2 separate regions of the Mus musculus genome follow, and region 1 is linked to region 2. A link is a contact called in public promoter capture Hi-C data. All regions are on one chromosome and are shown on one strand. The core of a region is the stretch at or near the end of the contact, and the rest is flanking DNA. Distances in the headings are between cores, read along the strand shown. Region 1 holds the start of Htra3 (HtrA serine peptidase 3). Region 2 holds the start of E130018O15Rik (RIKEN cDNA E130018O15 gene).

The links. Promoter capture Hi-C pulls out the DNA fragments that hold promoters and counts their contacts.
Region 1: a promoter capture Hi-C map of stem cell-derived epiblast-like cells shows a contact between it and region 2, with 2.0 times the contacts expected there. The contact joins the promoter of Htra3 here to the promoter of E130018O15Rik in region 2. A contact is called at or near these places in 3 of 39 promoter capture datasets (hippocampal neurons, liver and stem cell-derived epiblast-like cells) and 1 of 115 datasets of contacts at active chromatin or transcription factors (forebrain).

The regions. Positions count from the first base shown.
Region 1 is chr5:35,676,879-35,681,046 of GRCm38.p6, forward strand. Htra3 (HtrA serine peptidase 3) reads right to left here and starts at 2,902. Exons shown (of 9, transcript NM_030127.3): 1 at 2,066-2,902. The coding sequence starts at 2,468.
Region 2 is chr5:35,386,317-35,390,442 of GRCm38.p6, forward strand. E130018O15Rik (RIKEN cDNA E130018O15 gene) reads right to left here and starts at 2,160. Exons shown (of 2, transcript NR_152157.1): 1 at 2,109-2,160. It overlaps Hmx1 (H6 homeobox 1), which reads left to right and starts at 2,545. Exons shown (of 2, transcript NM_010445.4): 1 at 2,545-3,173. The coding sequence starts at 2,801.

The DNA.
Region 1 (4,168 bases), core at 1,652-4,151, 290 kb after region 2:
ACAAACTGGCCAGGGTTACCTGGCTACCAGGTGAAGTGATGCAGGAGGATTAGAAATGTGGAAGCCAGCTAAAGTCAGAGCTGGCCTGGTCTCCCTCTCCTATCTGATCTGTTCTGAGACCCCGCTACAGCAGCCTCCTGCTCAGACATGGCCCGCAAGTGGGACTCATCAGCTCTCTCTGTGCCCGGCACATGCATGAGTTCAGAGCATCTGGGCATGGTGGTTTGTGCTCAGGCTGATTAGTGAGTGCGGTGACAGTGGACATGAGGCAGTGACAGGTGTGTGGACAGAGGCTAAGACCTCTGTCCTGGGGCAATGCTGTCAGCTGAGCTGGGAGGAAGAATTGGAGACAGTTCAGCTGCTACCATCGCTGGGCAGTATTTAACAACAAAGAACTGGGCCAGTCTCATCTGCATGGGGCGAGTCTGGCACTCACACCAGCGTGTGAAACTTCTGAGCATCTGTGGATAGCAGCCTAAGTGAACGATGTCCCTGGAGTAGGCAGAACCCGGAACATTCAGGTCAAAGTGGGCAATGGACAGGTGTCAGGCTCAAGGCCATTGGCTCTGTCTAGCTATAACCATCCTGACAGGACTGAATGAAGACATTGTGAAGGACCCTTGTGCCGGAACCCTCTGGCTATCAGACTACTGAGACAGTGATGAGCCCTGAGAAACTGGGATTTTCCCAGGAAGCTCATGCTGGGAGGAGGTAGGAAGCTGTAGAGATGCATCAGGCCGGCAGGTAGCTATGGGTCAAGGATGGGTGGGAGCTGCCTGGTCAAGTATACCTCTGTCCCTCTATTTAAACATAAATCTCATGTCAGGACCCCTAGATGGACTTGGGAGGAGTGTCGCTGGACTCTTTCACCCCTTTCCCCCATGTGGCCACATTGCTTTAATTGACCCTTTGAGGATGGATGGCAGACCCTGGCGTGTGAACATCTCTGATAATATGTCCTTCCTCTTTGGCTGCAGTACCCGACAACTCCTTGGCAGCTTGTGTTTTGATGGTGGCCAGCGCGCTCTAGATCAGATCTTGGTCTCTGCTCTGCCCAAGCCTCTCCACTCTCCCCCATCCTTGCCAGGGAGCCCCATTTACTGTCCCAACTCAACACCTCTCTTGGGAGGTGGCTCATAGACCCAGCACAGGAAGTAATGCTGAGACTCAGCATCTGTTGTCCCCTGGCTACATATTCCTTGCAGGGGCTTCTCCCAGGCCTGACACCAGATCGCTCATAGTCAGGTACCCAGAACACAATGAAGCGATCAACTGAGGACAGTGGGTCTCTGAAGCCTAAGATCCTGCCAATAGCCACAGGAATCCTGCCATTCTTAGTGATGGATGCCTGCCTGATCCTCAGACTGACATTCTCCTCTCTCTCCATAGCTCTGTGCCCTCCACAGTCTAGAAGTCTCGAGGGTACCAGAAGGTCTGCTTTATGCCATGCACTGATACACTGTTTCCAGTTAGGGACAGTCAGGCCAGAAAAGATTTTTTTCTTACAAATGGCTCAATCTGTAAAGAACAATTCCATTCTTACTGGTTTCTGCCCAGAACCTGATGTTAATAGTATCTGTCACATGGGAGAGCAGAGAAGAGTACACCAAACACAACCATGAAGGGAGCAGAGTAATGCAGGTGCCTGGCCACCCTGAAAACCCTCTGCCTCTCAGACAGCCAGGCCCAAGACAGGCACACAGAACCAGCACCCAGCACAGCCTGACAGAAGAAAACAGAGCAGGAATTGAAGACAGAGACCAGGAAAAGATTGCTTGACGCTCGTTCCCTTGTAAGTCACTGGAGGACTCTAAGAAACAGGAGTGTGGCTGGGTCAGAGCCTCACAGCCCACCAGACGCTACCAGGCTGCCACACTAGAGTTTAAGTCTAACTTTTTGTGACTTTGGGGACAGCATTTATCTCTTGGGGACCTCAGTTTCCCCATCTAGAAAGCCAGAGGGTTGTGTGAACTATTCTTAAAAGGCTGCCTAGTGGAAGTGGACAGATTCCCCTGGACCTCAGTTTCCTCAGAGTAAGGCTTTTTTGATTCCTGGTGGAGCTTACCAGAGGGACAGGCACCCTTCTGCAGCTGGCGCACTGGAGTCCCGGAGACCTGCAACGCACGACGGCTGGCGGCCTGCAGCGCGCACACGTCGGCATAAGTATGCCCGTCTGTGCCACACACAGTGTGGGTCCAACGGCAGCGGCACACGCCGCGCACGCACTCCAGACTGTCCCCGCACGGAGAGTCCAGGGGGCGGCCGCAGGGCTCGCCCTCGCTGGCAGCGCACACCAGGCAGCAGTTGCAGAGGTCAGGCACATAGCCCCCAGGGCAGCGAGGGCTCGGACAGCGCGACACGTCGCAGCGCGCAGGACACGGAGCCGCTGGGGGCTCCCGGGCCAGAGCCAACACAGCCAGCGTGGCCAGAATGGCCAGCGTGGCGGGGAGCAGCGCGCGCGCCTGCATCGCGGAGAGGCGGCGGCGCAAGACCCGCGGGGATACCGAGGCCCGAACCGCTCAGGCGCACTCTGGCCCGGAGCGCAAACAGGGCATGGTGTGGGGACTGACCCGGGCCTCTCTCAGCCGAGCTTCAGCAGGCGCTTAAAGGCCAAGACAGTCTGCCCTCGCTGGAAGGGGCGGCCCTGCCCGCCGCCAGCCCCGCCCCTGCCCCACGGGACCCCGCCCCGGCTGGTGGGGACCCACCCGGAGCCTCCTGCTCCCCGCTTGCCTGGTGTGCACTTTGGGTGACAGGTCTGCCGGCCCAGAATGAGGGTCTGGGAAAGGGGAGCTGCTTCGGAATACTCCAGTCCTAGCCAGGGACCTGACCGCAACCCCAGAGACATGAACAAGTCCAAATTCTGTCCCTAGCTCTCCTTCACAGAGGAACCCCTACTCTACTTGAGCAGCCAAGCTCAGCAAGGCCCCAAACCTAGACCCCTCCTGCTCTGCATCACTCCACCGGGCAACATTGGAGCGGATACTTAGAAAGCAGCCAGGTGCTCCCTTCCTCCCATCTTCAGCTGGAGGGGGGCCATCTGCCTTGGATCTATTCTGGGCTCTCTCAGATCTAGAACTCTGGTTGCTGCCTGTTGTCCTTCTGTTTCTTCTACAAGGATTACTGAGCACCTCCTACCTCAGAGTCGTTGGAAGTGCCAGGACACCAGGCAGTACCAGGACACCAGGCAGTGCAGGAACAGAAAGCACCTGCTCAACTTTCCCCAACACTTTGGTGCCTCCTCATGCAATCACCAAGCTACTTCAGACCCAGGACAGGTAGCAGGGTACAGGAGGTCAAGTTGCTAGTGGCTGGAGCTTCAGGAGTCAGAGGACCCAACAGAGCCTCCCTGGGAGGTGGCCCTAGACTGAATGAATCCGTTGTTCCAGGGGCTGGAGAACCTGGTGTGCAACTCTGGAGGGAAAGAAAGCATAGTAGAGTAGCTTGGCAGGAAGCTGTTACCTTCTGCAGTTTCTCAACAGCACTGGAAACAGGTAGCACACTGGAGGGTGTGTGGTGTGGTGTGGTATGGTGACACCTCTGCTTCCATGAGTTGATAAAGCCACACATACCTTGGATGGATGTTGGTGGAGGGCAGAGGAGGAAGGCCTGGGGAGCAGTCTGGTTCCAGGTCTGGGAAAAGCCCAGTAGCCAGGAAGCAGAGTGGCCTCATCAGACTGAGTTGTTTGGGAAAAAAGGAAGTGGGGTTCCAGGTGTGAGCACTCACCTAGTAGAGGTGGTAGTGTATGTGTGTGTGGTGTATTGGGGGGGGGGTAGTGATGTTGTGGTGTTGTGTGTGAGGAGGGGGAAAGCATTACTTTCTCTTAACAGAAGTGCAGGCCAGGTCTCCCTCCGGACTTCTCCAATGCAGATGGGGAAATGATGCAAACAAGGTTTTGCTCTACCGTGTATGTCATGGCAAGCTGTTCCACATGTTTGAGTAGGTTCCCTGTGCCCTCCTACCCCTGGGGTGAGTGTGGGGGCCTCAGAGTGAGGCTGGAAAATGACAGTGAGTTACAGGTTTCACTCACATTCGCTTTGTCCGAGGTCTCGAGTCCAACTTTTTCCCTCTGGGTCACATCATCCTCCCTGGTCACCTGACCTGACCCTTACTATGGCTGCATAAATGCTTTCAGTCACCTGTACAGAAGGGAAGCCGAGGCTTGGAATT
Region 2 (4,126 bases), core at 910-3,409:
ATGGGCATGGCTTGGAAGGGGACAGTCCTCCAGCCCCAGAACTCTGTGGAGGAATATAGAGGGCTCTGGCAAGGCAGCACCAGAAGTTGCTGCTTGGGTTAGTGCTTGGCAGCCTTACTTCCTCAGCCAAATTGGCCTTGAATTGGGACAAACCAGCCTATACGCTGGGCAGCATCAGTGCTAAAACTCTGGCAGCAAGGAAGGATTCAAGCAGTACCTCTCTGCTCTCCTCCGTGTAGGCTGAGCTTGGGGCCCCCAGGACCTGGGTGAGCACCCACAGGGCTAACTTGGGAGTTCCTGACACATACACACCCTGCTCCTGAGTGGTACCACCACTTGTAGTCCGTAGGATCCAGAGGCCAAGTAGTGTGGCTGTCACCCTCTTTCTAGTGCTCCCAAGCCAGTACCAGGAGATGTGGATGCCCTTTCCCCATTTCTGACCACCATCCCTTGCTGGTCTAGTACTGAGGCGCCACTCTGATGCACGGCTCCAGAGGGAGTGCTGGGTAAGACCAGGCAGGTCTCTCTCTGCCCAATGGAGTATGGGAGCAGCACTTATCCACGGTGTAAGGTGTAACCGGTGTAACCACAAGGGGCCAGGACCAAGGGCCAGGGCCCTAGGGCAGAGGGAATTACAACCCTGGTGCCTAAGAAGCCCAGCCTGGCTCCCCCATCCAGAGAGCAGAGAAATAAAATGGAAGCCACAGCACCCACCCAACAGGCTCCATTTTACAAGCAGGAAGGTACTGTTCACAAGGGGAGCCTGGAACTTGCAGAAGTTGGACGGTTCTCTCCATCACCATTTTTAGTAGGGCTCCTTTCTGGTCTGTTTCTTCATCACTTCAAAAAACAACCCCGAGCCCTGCAGTGATGCCTCATGCCTTTAATCCCAGCACTCAGGAGGCAGGGGCAAAAGGATCTCTGGGCTAACATAGATACCCTAACTCGGAAAAACGAAAAACCATATCAAAACAAAAACAAACCACCACCAACAACAAAACCAACCTGAATTGGCCGGCCCAGGGGTTGTGCCTGATTCCTACAAACAAATATCATTGCTAATTTCTCCCTCCCCGCCCCCACCTCTACCCAGGTCCCTGAGTATGTCTGAGCTGGGACACCCAGGAAGTAACAGCACTTGGGACACTCTGAGTCAAAGTTGGAGACACCCAACTTTGACTCAGAGCCCTCACCTATGAAATGTGGCTGCTTGCCAGCGATTCCTCTTGCCTTGCCCAATATGGCTCCAAAATCAAGTCCTATCGTGCACAAAACCCACTTCCCATCCAGGTTTCTAGCCAGGGTGCAGACCCCAAAGGTTCCTTAGCCTGGCGGCTCATCCATCCTTCTATATCCTCAAGAGCCACTTATAGTGGGAGGGAGGGGAAGCGCTCTCTTTTCACATTAGTTTTTCCCTTTGAAGTATAGGGTGACTCTATTTCCCTCTATTTCTCTTGTTGGGGAGATTAAACAAAGTGGGCTCCGGGCCTGCAGTTGCCTTCTCCTGGACAGTGGGACACACTTCTTTACGCACTGTCTGTGACCCGCACTGAGCAGCTAGATGGGCCTTCCGTGATAACCCGCATCCAGTGAAGCGTTCCGCTCAGTGACTAGGCTGTCCCCCTATTCCTGTTGGAAGTGGATCACAGCTCCGTTGGTCTCAGCGAAGTCTGGGTTACCCTCTGCGGCCTTGCTCCTGAAGCGGGGGAAGAAAATTCACTTTGTGCAGGGCAAGAGAGGCAGAAAGAGGAATTGTTCCTCAAGACCTGCAGTCCCGCACAGTGGCTAGGCACGAAGCTCTTACCAGCCTGAAAGAGAGTGAGAAGGCCGGGCAATGGAGGTGCCAGAGCAAATGTAATCTGTTCCTACCCAGCGTGACACCATGGGGCACCTTCGGGCTTGACTCTCTTTACACACCGAAACTGAGCCCGGGATATGAGAGCATTCCATCGCAGCGCGATGGCACCAAGAGCATATTTCGTTACGCGTAAGAGTTAAAACATGCTGCGTCTCTGCAAACTTGTTTTGGCAGAATCCCCGTTTTAAATTACACGCGAGGTCTTAAAAAAAAAGAAAAAGACTGCGGCCCAGTCGGCAATAGTCCTTACCCGCGCGCAAATACACAGTCACAGGGACTCACGCACAAACCGAGCGTTCTGCGGGTTCCGACACGCTCCCGGAGGGTGAGCAAGGCTCTCCTCGGATGCGATTGGCCAGTCTGGGCTTCACAGCGACCCTGTAGCCAATGGTCGACCTCCCAGCCGAGGCCCCGCCTTCTCCCACTCCCTGGCGCGGGTACCGGGGTGGGGGGCGCCGGAACGCATCTCGCGGGGTCGTACCCCCAGGACCACCGGGTCTCCTGCCCTGGGCCCTGCCACCACCTGCGCGCAGAGTCCGGCCGGGCAGCATCTCCGGCAATGGCTTCTCTCCGGGCTGCAGCGGGTCGTTGGGGCTGAGCCTACGAAACTCGCGCCGCCCCGCCCCCGGCACCGCCCCCTCCCCCTCCCGTGAGGCCAGCCGGGGCGGCGACCTGAACCGCTCGGAGAAACGCGAGGGAGGCTGCTGCGGGAACGGCCGTCCGCGCGCACCCGCTCCCGCCCAGCCCAGCCCGGCACAGAAGCCGACGCCCGCCTCGTGGAGCCCGACGCCCTCACTCCGGGCAGCGGCTCTCCAGGGCCAGGCCGCGCGTGCGCCAGGCGGCCGTTCGCCACTATCCAAACGGGGCCGGGAAGAGCAGCTGCGCCCCAGGCAACCAGGGACCCCCAGGATCCCAGCCTTGCCCGACGGGCCCGCGGCCGCGATGCCGGATGAGCTGACCGAGCCCGGGCGCGCCACACCAGCTCGCGCCTCCTCCTTCCTCATCGAGAACCTGCTAGCAGCCGAGGCCAAGGGCGCGGGGCGCTCAACCCAGGGCGATGGCGTCCGCGAGGAAGAGGAAGAGGACGACGACGACCCCGAGGACGAGGATCCGGAGCAGGCGCGACGACGACTACAGCGGCGGCGACAGCAGCGCGCGGGCAGCGGGCCGGGCGGGGAGGCGAGGGCCCGGGCACTGGGCCTAGGGCCCCGGCCGCCTCCTGGGCCCGGCCCGCCCTTCGCGCTCGGCTGCGGAGGTACAACGCGGTGGTACCCACGGGTGCACGGCGGCTACGGAGGTGGTCTAAGTCCTGACAGTGAGTGAGGTTGCGGGGAAGGGGTGGGCAATGGTCAGGGCTCTGCTCCCTCCCTATGCATTCTTTTGGTGACTTCGGGCTTAGTGAGCTCCTAGTCTTCCTGTGTACTGGGGCCTGGGTGGTATGAGATCCCCTTGGATGGGCAATTGTTGGAGACTGGGGATGGCACTGCATGTAGGAAGCTGCTAAGGCTAGGATCAGGCCCAAGAACACAAAATTCGGAGAGGAGAGTGAAATAGGCCTCGGAAAGATGAGAAGGGGAAAGAGTGTGTTTGGAGAAACATCGAAGGTGAAAGGGAAGTGAAGGAAGAGGAAAGGTGGCAGAGGAGGGGAGGCCGCGGGGGTCAAGCACTAAAATAAAAGGGGCAGAGCTGAGAGACCACAGCTATGGAGGCTGGATGGGAGGCCTTCTTCTATAGCAATTGCAACCCCAAAGTATCCTTTGCCCTCCCTGCTGCGCAGTAAGACCATGGGCTGGGCCTGAGCCTGCGTTGGGTCTTCTCAGGCCCAAAGGCTGAGGCTGGTAGGAGCCCACTCTGAAGGGTCCATCCCACCCCTCTCTTCTTTTCTTGCCCCTCCCCCTCTTTGGCCTTTGTTTCCTGCAGAGGGCTCAGAGAATGGGGGTGGGGGCTTCTCAGTCCCAGAACCCACTTACCCCTCTGGCCTGGACATCCTGACTCTGACTGCCTGTCTCCAGAGGGTCCAGACCTCAACCTCTCTTAGGACCTGCTCATTAGAGAGCAACCCTTGAGACTAGAAGGGTATTTCAACCTTCCTCACCCCAGCCCCTTGAGCCAGCCGGGTCCCTAAACACACAGACTTATATATAACTAAAGGGTGCCCACCCAGGCTCTGTGTATAAGCTTTGGGGTAGGAGGTGGCCTGGGGCCCGTTCTTTTCTATTAGGTACTCACCCCACTCCTGGTATGGAGTAGGACAAGTCTCCCAGCCCA